Linked DNA regions of Capra hircus: region 1 is linked to region 2. The links are chromatin contacts, called in public Hi-C maps. All regions are on one chromosome and are shown on one strand. The core of a region is the stretch at or near the end of the contact, and the rest is flanking DNA. Distances in the headings are between cores, read along the strand shown. Region 1 has its middle 15 kb from the start of HSPB1. Region 2 has its middle 14 kb from the start of SRRM3.

Region 1 (4,447 bases), core at 1,309-3,808, 88 kb before region 2:
GACCACCCCGGATGTGAGCAAGGGCGGAGACGGGGCCGCCTTCCAATCGGGAGCAGCAGCGAGAGCCAATCACAGCCAGCCTGCCCCGCTCGTCCAATGGTCGGCCTGTTGCTAGGGCTCTGCTCCGGGATCAGCCTGGCGGCTGCGGGAGCCCAACCGCTGCGCTCCGTCCCGGCTCTCCTCCCACCGCCGGGGCTTCCTAAGCCACATCCACCCCGCCTCCGTTCTCCACTCTCCCCTCTCTTCTCCCCGGGTCTCCGCCCTCCTCGCGGGCCTTTGTCACCCGGAGTAACCTGGCTAGGCTTCTGTAGGGCATTACAACGCCTTATAGGGAGTTAGCGACCTCTGCGGGCCTTGTCCGTCGCCGCGATCGGCAGGCCGAAGGAGCTGGTTTGGAAGGGCGGGGTTCGGGATCCCGCGGGGCCCGCGACCCAATGCCTGACCCTCAGAGTTCCCCTCTGGAACAACGACGCAGCCTGTCAAGTCCAGGGCAGGTTCGCCATGCTTTCCAACCTACGTGGATCGTGTTCTGGAACCAGCCCGTGGAGGTCTCCGTTCTTTTCATATTGCAGAGAAAGCCGGGGGTCTCTCTGTACCACTTGCTTGCCTGACCCTCCCAGCAGTTGGCGGGACTCAGGGGTTGGCCACCGAGTTCCATCACCTCACACGCAGAGGACGCCGACGCCAGACTCTGCTGCCTCGGACATCAAGGCCTTCCACGGCCAGGCCCCCGCCCTGGTCTCTAGCCTTCTCTGCCGCTTGCAAAACCCCCTCCCACTCAACGCCCTTCTTTCCCCCACACTTCCGGGGTGGCCGCTCTGAGCGGTGGCCAGCCAGAGCTCTTCCCCCAAGAAGCAGATGTCAGAAATATTAGGAAGCTCAGACAACCCCAATCTCCGCCCTTCTCATCTCCCAACCTAGAGCTGTGTAATCTGAGGCTAGGAGGGGAGATGGGTTGCCTGAGGCAGTGTCAAATCAGGAGTGAGGAATTGGAGACCAGCTTCGGTGTGGCTACTGGCTATTTAGAAAGGCGAGATTTCTGTCCCCAGCAACAAGTGTCATTTTCCAGATGAAGGGATTTCAGTGGTAGAAAGCTTAAAAGTTTAGGATTTGAATTCTCCCATCCTGTTCTAGTTGTGAGGCATAACTTCTCATAACTTGAGAAGTTCCTTAGTCCTTCAGAAGTCAGTTTCCCTATCTGTGAAATGGCAGCCCAGTCCTAACTCCTGGACCACTGGAGAATTCCCTCACAGTCTGTTCTGTTCTTTCTTGGAACTTTATGTTCCTGTTTATAAATTAAATCTCCATTATCAATTGCTCCATTGCTTCTCTCCATCCATCCTCACATCATTTAAACTCGTTAAGTGTCTTTAGTCTTGAATGGAAATCTTCTCTAAAGATTACTTTCTAAAAGCTCAAGTCCCATTTCCTTCCATTTTGTAACAGAACTGAAAGAACAGTCACTGTTTCCTCATATTGCCTTTGACTTTTTTTTTCTTTTGGCTGAGATGCAAGCAAGCAGAATCTTAGTTCCCAGACCAGGGATAGAACCTGTGCCCCCTTCGGTGGAAGCACAGTCTTAAAGCCCTGGACGACCAGGGAATTCCTCCCTCAAACTTTGACTTACAAAGATCACCAGTGATTTCACTTTGTAATAGGGTGATTTCCATTCTTAATAAGATCAAAGTTATCTTCCCATAATTCCCATGACTGTTTCTTACTCGAAAAATAAGTAACTAAAGGCTTCCCATGTATTGGCTTCCCCTGTGGCTCAGCTAGTAAAGAATCCGCCTGCAATTCGGGAAACCTGGGTTCGATCCCTCGGTTGGGAAGATCTCTGGAGAAGGGAACGGCAACCCACTCTAGTGTTCTGGCCTGGAGAATTTCATGAACTGTTTTGTCCATGGGGTCGCAGAGTGGGACACGACTGAGCGACTTTCACTTCCCATGTATTAATTCATATAACCAACTTCATTTTGCAGAGGAAGAAATGGATTTAGTAACTTGCCCATGGTCACACAGCTCATAAGTGCCGTGGTGGGGATTTGAACCCAGTGTGATCAGTGGCCACAAGCCCGGCTGTAATCCTCTGCTGCCTCTCAGTGGCACAGGGTTGCTATGAGAGTTTCATAAGCTAAGGTGTGACTGGCAGCTAGCAGGTGCCCAGCACACTGCCTTGGGCCGGTGTGATTGATAACACCCATGCGGCAAAGGAACAGAAGGTGGAGTAGGCTCCCAGACCCTGCAAAGGCTGACCTAGGAAGTGAGCTAGGTGCTCCAGGAGGGAGGCTTGAGCTGTTTCATCCACTGAGGCCCAGAGCAGAGAATAGGACCAGAGATACGGGGGTTGCAGGGCTAGGGGATGTCAATGTTTTCCAAGACTTGAGTTTTCTGCCCCCATTTCTGCTCTGGGCCTGGGCAGAGATTCCCCAAAGCTCTCTGGGGTGGGTGGTGTCAGGTATCTGGGGATTTCTGGGAGAGCACCAGGGGGCAGTCACTTACTGTCCTATCTGGGGTTGGGGCGGGGAGAGGAGGGAGGCTGGGGAGGCCAAACCCAGGGCATCCTGCAGGGGGCGTCTCAGGGCCTGCCTCGGCCCTGCTCCACCCTCTTCACAGCAGGGCGGAGACTTCCCTTCTGGGGTTGATACAGCCTGACACCCTAGAGACCTGCTCTCTGCTTGGTGGGAGCCAGTTACTCTTCCAGAACCGTTCTGCCCCACCCAACCCAGAGCCTTGGGGCTCCAGCTGAGGGACTGGCCTTTGAGACCACTTCCAGGGTTCAAGCCTTTCAGGCTAGTCACACCTAGAGAAGGGTTTTGTTTTTGTTCTTTTGTTTTTTGAGATCTTTAACAGGGCCACCAAAGGGATTATGCAAGGATAGCTCAGCCTCCAGGGCCCAGAGAGGTGGGGGAGGAGGCTCCAAAAGTGGGAGAGCTTGGTGATGGATGTAGGGGTTCAGAGAAGTGGGAGAACTCCCAGAAAGAAGGGAGTTCCAGTGTGGGAGAAGGGGCTTGGTGCTGGGAGGGGGTTGTAGTGAGGGAGTGGAGGATCAGAGAGGGACACGGACTGGCAAGGAGGATAGGGGCTCAGAGGGGGCTGGGGAAGGGGGCTCAGGGACCACATCCATTCACCCGATGAAGTTCTCAACCCCCCTGCCCCGCTGTCTTCCCAGTCTCAACACAGCCATCCCTAAAGGACTTTCCAAAGGATTTTCATGAACCCATCTGATGAGGGGGAATGAAAGGGGTTGTCTAGACCTGCCCTGGGGTCAGGGCCAAGACTGAAGGCCTTTCTTGTACCAGGTCCTGGTTGGCCTGGTTAGAAAGCCATCCTTATACCCTTGGGTCCCCCTGGGAATTTGGCCTTCCTACCATTGTTAGGGAATCCTCGGTAGCCACCAACCTTGGCCTTTCTCTCTTGATTCCCAGCTCGCACAGAGCTGGCAACACCGACAATCCAAACAGGAGGGCCCTCAGGAGCCACCCAGACCCCTCAGAATGGAAACTGAGCCCAGCTCAGGGCTGGACCCCAGGCCATGCCTCCAAAAGGGACAGAGCTGACTCAGACTTGGACCTGGCCTCAGCTCAATGCATTTTCCTGAATGCAAAGCGGCTCCTGCAACTTCTGTCGGTTCTTTAAACCGAGCAGGCTCTGCCCTATTCCTGGCAGGCTCTGCCCGGTTCAGCCCTGAGGTGGAGGTGAGGGTAGATTTCCTTCCCCTGAGGTGGCCTCTGGACCACCAGGGCTGCATCTTAACCCAACCATTGCCACTTAGGCTGTGCAGGGAGGTGTTCCAGGGTGGTTGGAATGCAAGGCTGGAAGGAAGGGTGGTGGAGTGGGGTGGATATGAAACTGCAGGGACCTCTCCTAGGGAAGGTCAGTTTTCCCCAGGGTCCCCAGACATGACCTTCTCTCTCTGGGCTGGGAGTTGGGAGGCCTGTCTGGGCGCTTGAGTTTCCCTTGCCCTCAGTCTGCCCTTCAGAAGAGATGGAGGTGCTGACAACTGGCCAGTGAGGCTCTTCCACCCTCCACACTCCTACCCAAGGCCATCCAGAGATTCTGTTATTAATCTGGAGTTGTTCCTTCTTAGCCAAACCTGGGATTCCTGGGATTTTTCACGCTTCCAGCTCTCCCAGCAGAGCTGTCTCAGAAGTTGTTGTTTGGTCTCTCAGTTGTGTCTGACTCTTTGTGACCCCATGGACTGCAGCACACCAGGCTTCCCTGCCCTTCACCACCTCCTGGAGCTTGCTCAGACTCATGTCCATCGAGTCGGTGATGCCATCCAACCATCTCATCCTCTGTGGTCCCCTTCTCCTCCTGCCTTCAGTCTTTCCCAGCTTCAGAGTTTTTTTTTCTTTTTCCCAATGAGTCGACTCTTCCAGTGAGTCAGATTTTTCATGCTTCCAGCTCTCCCAGCAGAGGTGTCTCATGAGATGCGCATGAGAAT
Region 2 (4,475 bases), core at 236-2,735:
GGGATCTTCCTGATCCAGGGATTGAACCCGCATCTTTTACGTCTTCTCCTGCATTGACAGGCGGGTTCTTTACTGCTTGCACCACCTGGGAGGCCCTGGGAAGGAAAAGGGAGCAGGTAAAACTGCTGGGAATCACCCCAAAGCCCCGCCTCTGGACACTGCCCCGCTGGCTGAAGCCAGGCTGTGGTGGGGGGCTGTGGGGGCCTGTGGGGGGAGGGTGTCAGGCCTGTGGGCTCTGCTGGGGGTGGGAAGTTTGCCCTCTGGGACTGCCTTCCCCAGCCCCGCGGAAGGCACCTCATATCACAGTGGTACTGAAGTATGTAAGCATTGGCTAATGGGTTTGGGTGACGCCAAGGCGCCAGGCGGTACCTCTTTACCATGGGGTGGACCAGGGGGGCCTGGAGCGGGCCTGTGGGTGGGGGCACCAGCTGTGGATTACGTGGTCTAAGTGTTGACCAGTTGTACTGGGGCAACTGGTCAAAGATCAGCCCCCCTGGCTCTGCCTTTCGGTGCCCAGTTCTGGGTGACCCTGTTTGGCTTCATGAGGAAATTGAATTAAGCATCTACACCCGGGCTGCTTTAGGGAGGTTGCCCCAAGCCCTGAGCCAGCAGGCCTGGGGACGACAGGCAGCGGGAAGATGTGGGTGGCCTCTTAAAGTGGGTTAATTGAAGAGATCCATCTCAAGCCCTAGGGGATTAGAAAGCGGAGCCGTTGAGAAAGGACTCTGCGGGAACTCAGCGGCAGGCAGGGCCTGGCCCAGCTCCCTCGCAGGGCCCAACGAAGGAGGCGCGCTGCAGGTGTCCACAGGCTAGACCTTCCCTTCCTGCCACCCAGCAGCTCGGTCCACCCTGGGTTTGGGTTACTTAATCCCCACCCCCTCAGGGTGTTGGATGAGTGGCCTGTCCCTACTGTCCACTCAGGGCACTGGAGACAGGAGGAGCCAATGGTTACTGATTAGCGTAAGTGGGAAGTTATCCTCCGCCTACTCCTCTGGTGGGGCCCGGGCATTGAGTTAAGGGCGGGGTTATGGTTATGGGGAGGTGGAGAGTAGTGAAAGTGAAAGTCGCTCAGTCTCGTCTGCCTCTGTGCAACCCCGGACTGTATGTAGCCCACCAGGCTGCTCCGTCCATGGGATTCTCCAGGCAAGAATGCTGGAGTGAATAGCCATTGCCTTCTCCAGGGGATCTTCCCGACCCGGAGGTAGAACCTGGGTCTCCTTCATTGAAGGCAGATTCTTTACCATCTGAGCCACCAAGGGCGGGGTCGGGGTGGGTTTTCTTCTGAAACTCCCCACCTCAACCCTTCTGTGTCTCCAGGCTGATCTCCCTGGACTCTCTCCCACCTCCACTATCCCTGCCCTAAGGTGGCTGCCCCCTCCGGTCAGGATGAGCAGAGCCCAGACCCAAGGGGAAAGCTGACCCTCCAGCCACCGCCTGACCCACAGTCCCCAGGACCAGTGCTGCAGCACCAGCCTCCAGCTCCCTCTGCTGGCAATTTGGGAGAACTGCCTGGGAGGTTTGGCCTTCCTCTTGAGAGGTCAGGCTCATTCTGAGCTAAGCTGTCACCCCCTCTGCCTTAGCAGTGGGGAGGCAAGACTCCACTTTCCTTCTAATTACCCCACATGGCTGGGTCTACCTGGGACTTAAAGGGCAGCTTCTTTGCAGAACCGAGTCTGTCACCATCTAATGACCCCCGAGTGGGTGCCCCAGAGCCTCCTCTATGCTCTCTACAGACTGGTTGTTAGCTTCCCCCAGCAAAGACTCGGCCAGCTCATCATGGTCATTAACACCATCCACTCAGTCCCCGGGTTTTGTTCCTTGCTGAGCTGGACGGGAGTCGTGTGTCAGGAGGCGACCAGAAGGCAGGGGCTGGCAGCCAGTTTGCAGACTGCGAGGAAGATAATTGGAGCTTGAAAGTGGGGAGCGCAGTTAGTTGAACCTACGCCGCCAACGGGCTGATGGGCTGCTGGAGGGTGGAAATGAGGCTGGGAGGGGCTGCTGTTTCCTCCATGTCCCTGTCACCCTCTGCCTCCCTGCCACACCGCTCTGGTCCTTGCCCATTCTGCTGCCAAGTGTCACAGGAGTGGTCCTTGTGGCATCTTTTCTCCTTAAGTGTGGCCGGCTGCAAAGACATCACCTGGATCCCTCTCCAGGTTCCTGGGCCACAATCTGTATCTTGACAAGCCTCCTCCCGGGACCCTGTCACTAGCCTACTCAGCGCCTTTGACATCCTCCCAGTTCCCACACCCACAGGATGAGGTCTGAGCTCTGCAACCTGGCATTCAAGACTCCCCGACTCCACCCCGAATGGCCTCACTCCCCTTGTTGTGTGAGCACTGGCCATACCTCAAACCCATCTTAAGCCCGTTCTCTTCAGCCCAGGCGGCTCCTGCTGCTGCCTGCCGTGTCCAGCCTGCCCTTCTGGCCAGCTGGAACCCTACCCCGCCTGCAGGGCCAGGTCTGATGGCGTCTCTTCCTCCCTCCCATCTATCTTGATGGGCAGTCTCCTCCAGTCCTGGCCTCTACCAAGACGTGCAGAAGTAACCTTGTCCTCTTTGGAGTCATTTGGTATTTGATCTGCATTTTTCTCGTTGATTCTCTCGTCCCTGACTTATCTGTAAGCCCTGAAAGGCAGGAGCCTTATTGTGAAAACCCTTAGTGAAAAGAATTCTGGGGCAGCCAGTGTCCGAAATATGGTCACTGACCACCTCACCCCCTCAGAATAATCTGGGAGAATCTGGAATATTATAGGTTCTTGGTCCTTGCTCTCAGAACTTCTCAGGGGTGGGCACAGGAAACCTGCATTAATTTTTTTTAATTTAAACTTGACAGACTTCCTCAAGAATCTGTCTGCCAATGCAGGGGGCACGTGTTCAGTCCCTGGTCTGGGAAGATTTCATGTGCTGATGAGCAACTAAGCCCATGCGCCACAGCTACTGAGCCTGCATGCTCTAGAGCCTCTGTCTGCGACGAGAGAGTAGCCCCTGCTCACCCAGCTAGAGAAAGCCTGCACGCAGCAACGAAGACCCCGCGCAGCCAAACACAGAGACAAAAACTTGGCCACAGTGTGCCTGGGGTCTTAGTTCCCTGACCGGGGAGTGAAAGCACAGAGTCCTAACCACTGGACTGCCAGGAAATTCCCTTAAAAGTTTTTTTTAGAAATTGAAATATAGTTGATTTACAGTATTGTGATCACTGCTGTACAGCATAGTGATTCAGTTATACATATGCATCCATCCTTTTAATGTTCCTTTCCGTTATGGTTTATCACGGGATATTGAATACAGTTCTCTGTGCTATACATTAGGACCTTCTTGTTTATCCATCTATATATAATAGCTGACATCATCTTCTAATGTGAACTATGTAACAGTTTGTATCCCAATCTCCTACTCCATCCCCCCACCTCGGCAACAACCAGGGTCAGTTTTCTGTGCTCCTGAGTCTTTCTGTTGTAGATCAGTTCGTTTCTGTCATATTTCAGATTCTGCAAATAAGTGATGTCATATGGTATCTGTCTGTTTTAGTAGGATAACCTCCAGTTGCATCTATGTTGCTCAAATGGCACGATCTCATTCTTTTTGCGGCTGAGTACTATTCCTCTGCATACACCTGCCACAGCTTCTTTATCTGTTCCTCTGCTGATGGACATTCAGGTTGCTTCCCGGTCTTGGCTATTGTGAATAATGTGGTTACAAACACAAGGGTCCCTGTATCTTTTTGAATTATCGTTTTGTCTGAATGTATGCCCAGGACTGGGATTGCTGGAAAGTGAAAGTTCCTCAGTCGTTATCCGACTCTTTGCGACCCCATGGACTATACAGTCCTTGGAATTCTCCAGGCCGGAATACTGGAGTGGGTACCTGTCTCTTCTCCAAAGGGTCTTTCCAACCCAGGGATCAAACCCAGGCCTCCCGCATTGCAGGCGGATTCTTTACCAGCTGAGCCACCTGGATCACGTGCTTAGTTTTAGTTTCCTGAGAAGCCTCCACACTGTTTTCCACGGCGGCTGCGTCAGTTTACACTCCCACCAACAGCGCAGCAGGGAGCAACCTGCATTTTAAGCAAACTCCTCGACGGACCTTACGTGGCCACCACTGGTGTATGGAGATGGGCACTGACCTGACCCTCCTAGACCAAGACAGCTTGCTGCGCCATCTGCACTAGGGCCTGCCTGTCAGGGTCATGGCAAGGATCCCAGGGGACAGCAAACACACCCCAAAGAGAGCTGGCACAGTGCTTCACACACAGAATCACCAGGAGGCATTAGTCCCCCAGTAGCACCACGACGTTCACAGCCATGCTCGTCCTAGGAGTGAAAACCCAAACCACCTAACTACCCAACAAGAGTGGAGTACACCTTATAGTACATTCACCTTAAGGATTACCCAGCAATTCAGCAGGCGATGCGGGAAAACGCATATATACTTACAGAAAAGTCACATGTAGCAGCTCATCTCCAAAGTTGGCGCCCA

What was found. A called contact is a pair of places that touch in the nucleus more often than the background predicts.
Region 1: a Hi-C map of liver shows a contact between it and region 2, with 5 times the contacts expected there. The contact joins two enhancer-like sites. A contact is called at or near these places in 2 of 5 Hi-C or Micro-C datasets (blood and liver).

Annotation. Positions count from the first base shown.
Region 1 is chr25:35,277,287-35,281,733 of ARS1.2, reverse strand. No RefSeq gene overlaps it. Among named protein-coding and RNA genes, the nearest start is that of HSPB1, 15 kb to the right of the region's middle. Within about 2 kb of position 2,558, at least 3 of the 5 cell types and tissues checked have an H3K27ac peak or open chromatin away from gene starts, as enhancers often do.
Region 2 is chr25:35,188,136-35,192,610 of ARS1.2, reverse strand. No RefSeq gene overlaps it. Among named protein-coding and RNA genes, the nearest start is that of SRRM3, 14 kb to the left of the region's middle. Within about 2 kb of position 1,485, at least 3 of the 5 cell types and tissues checked have an H3K27ac peak or open chromatin away from gene starts, as enhancers often do.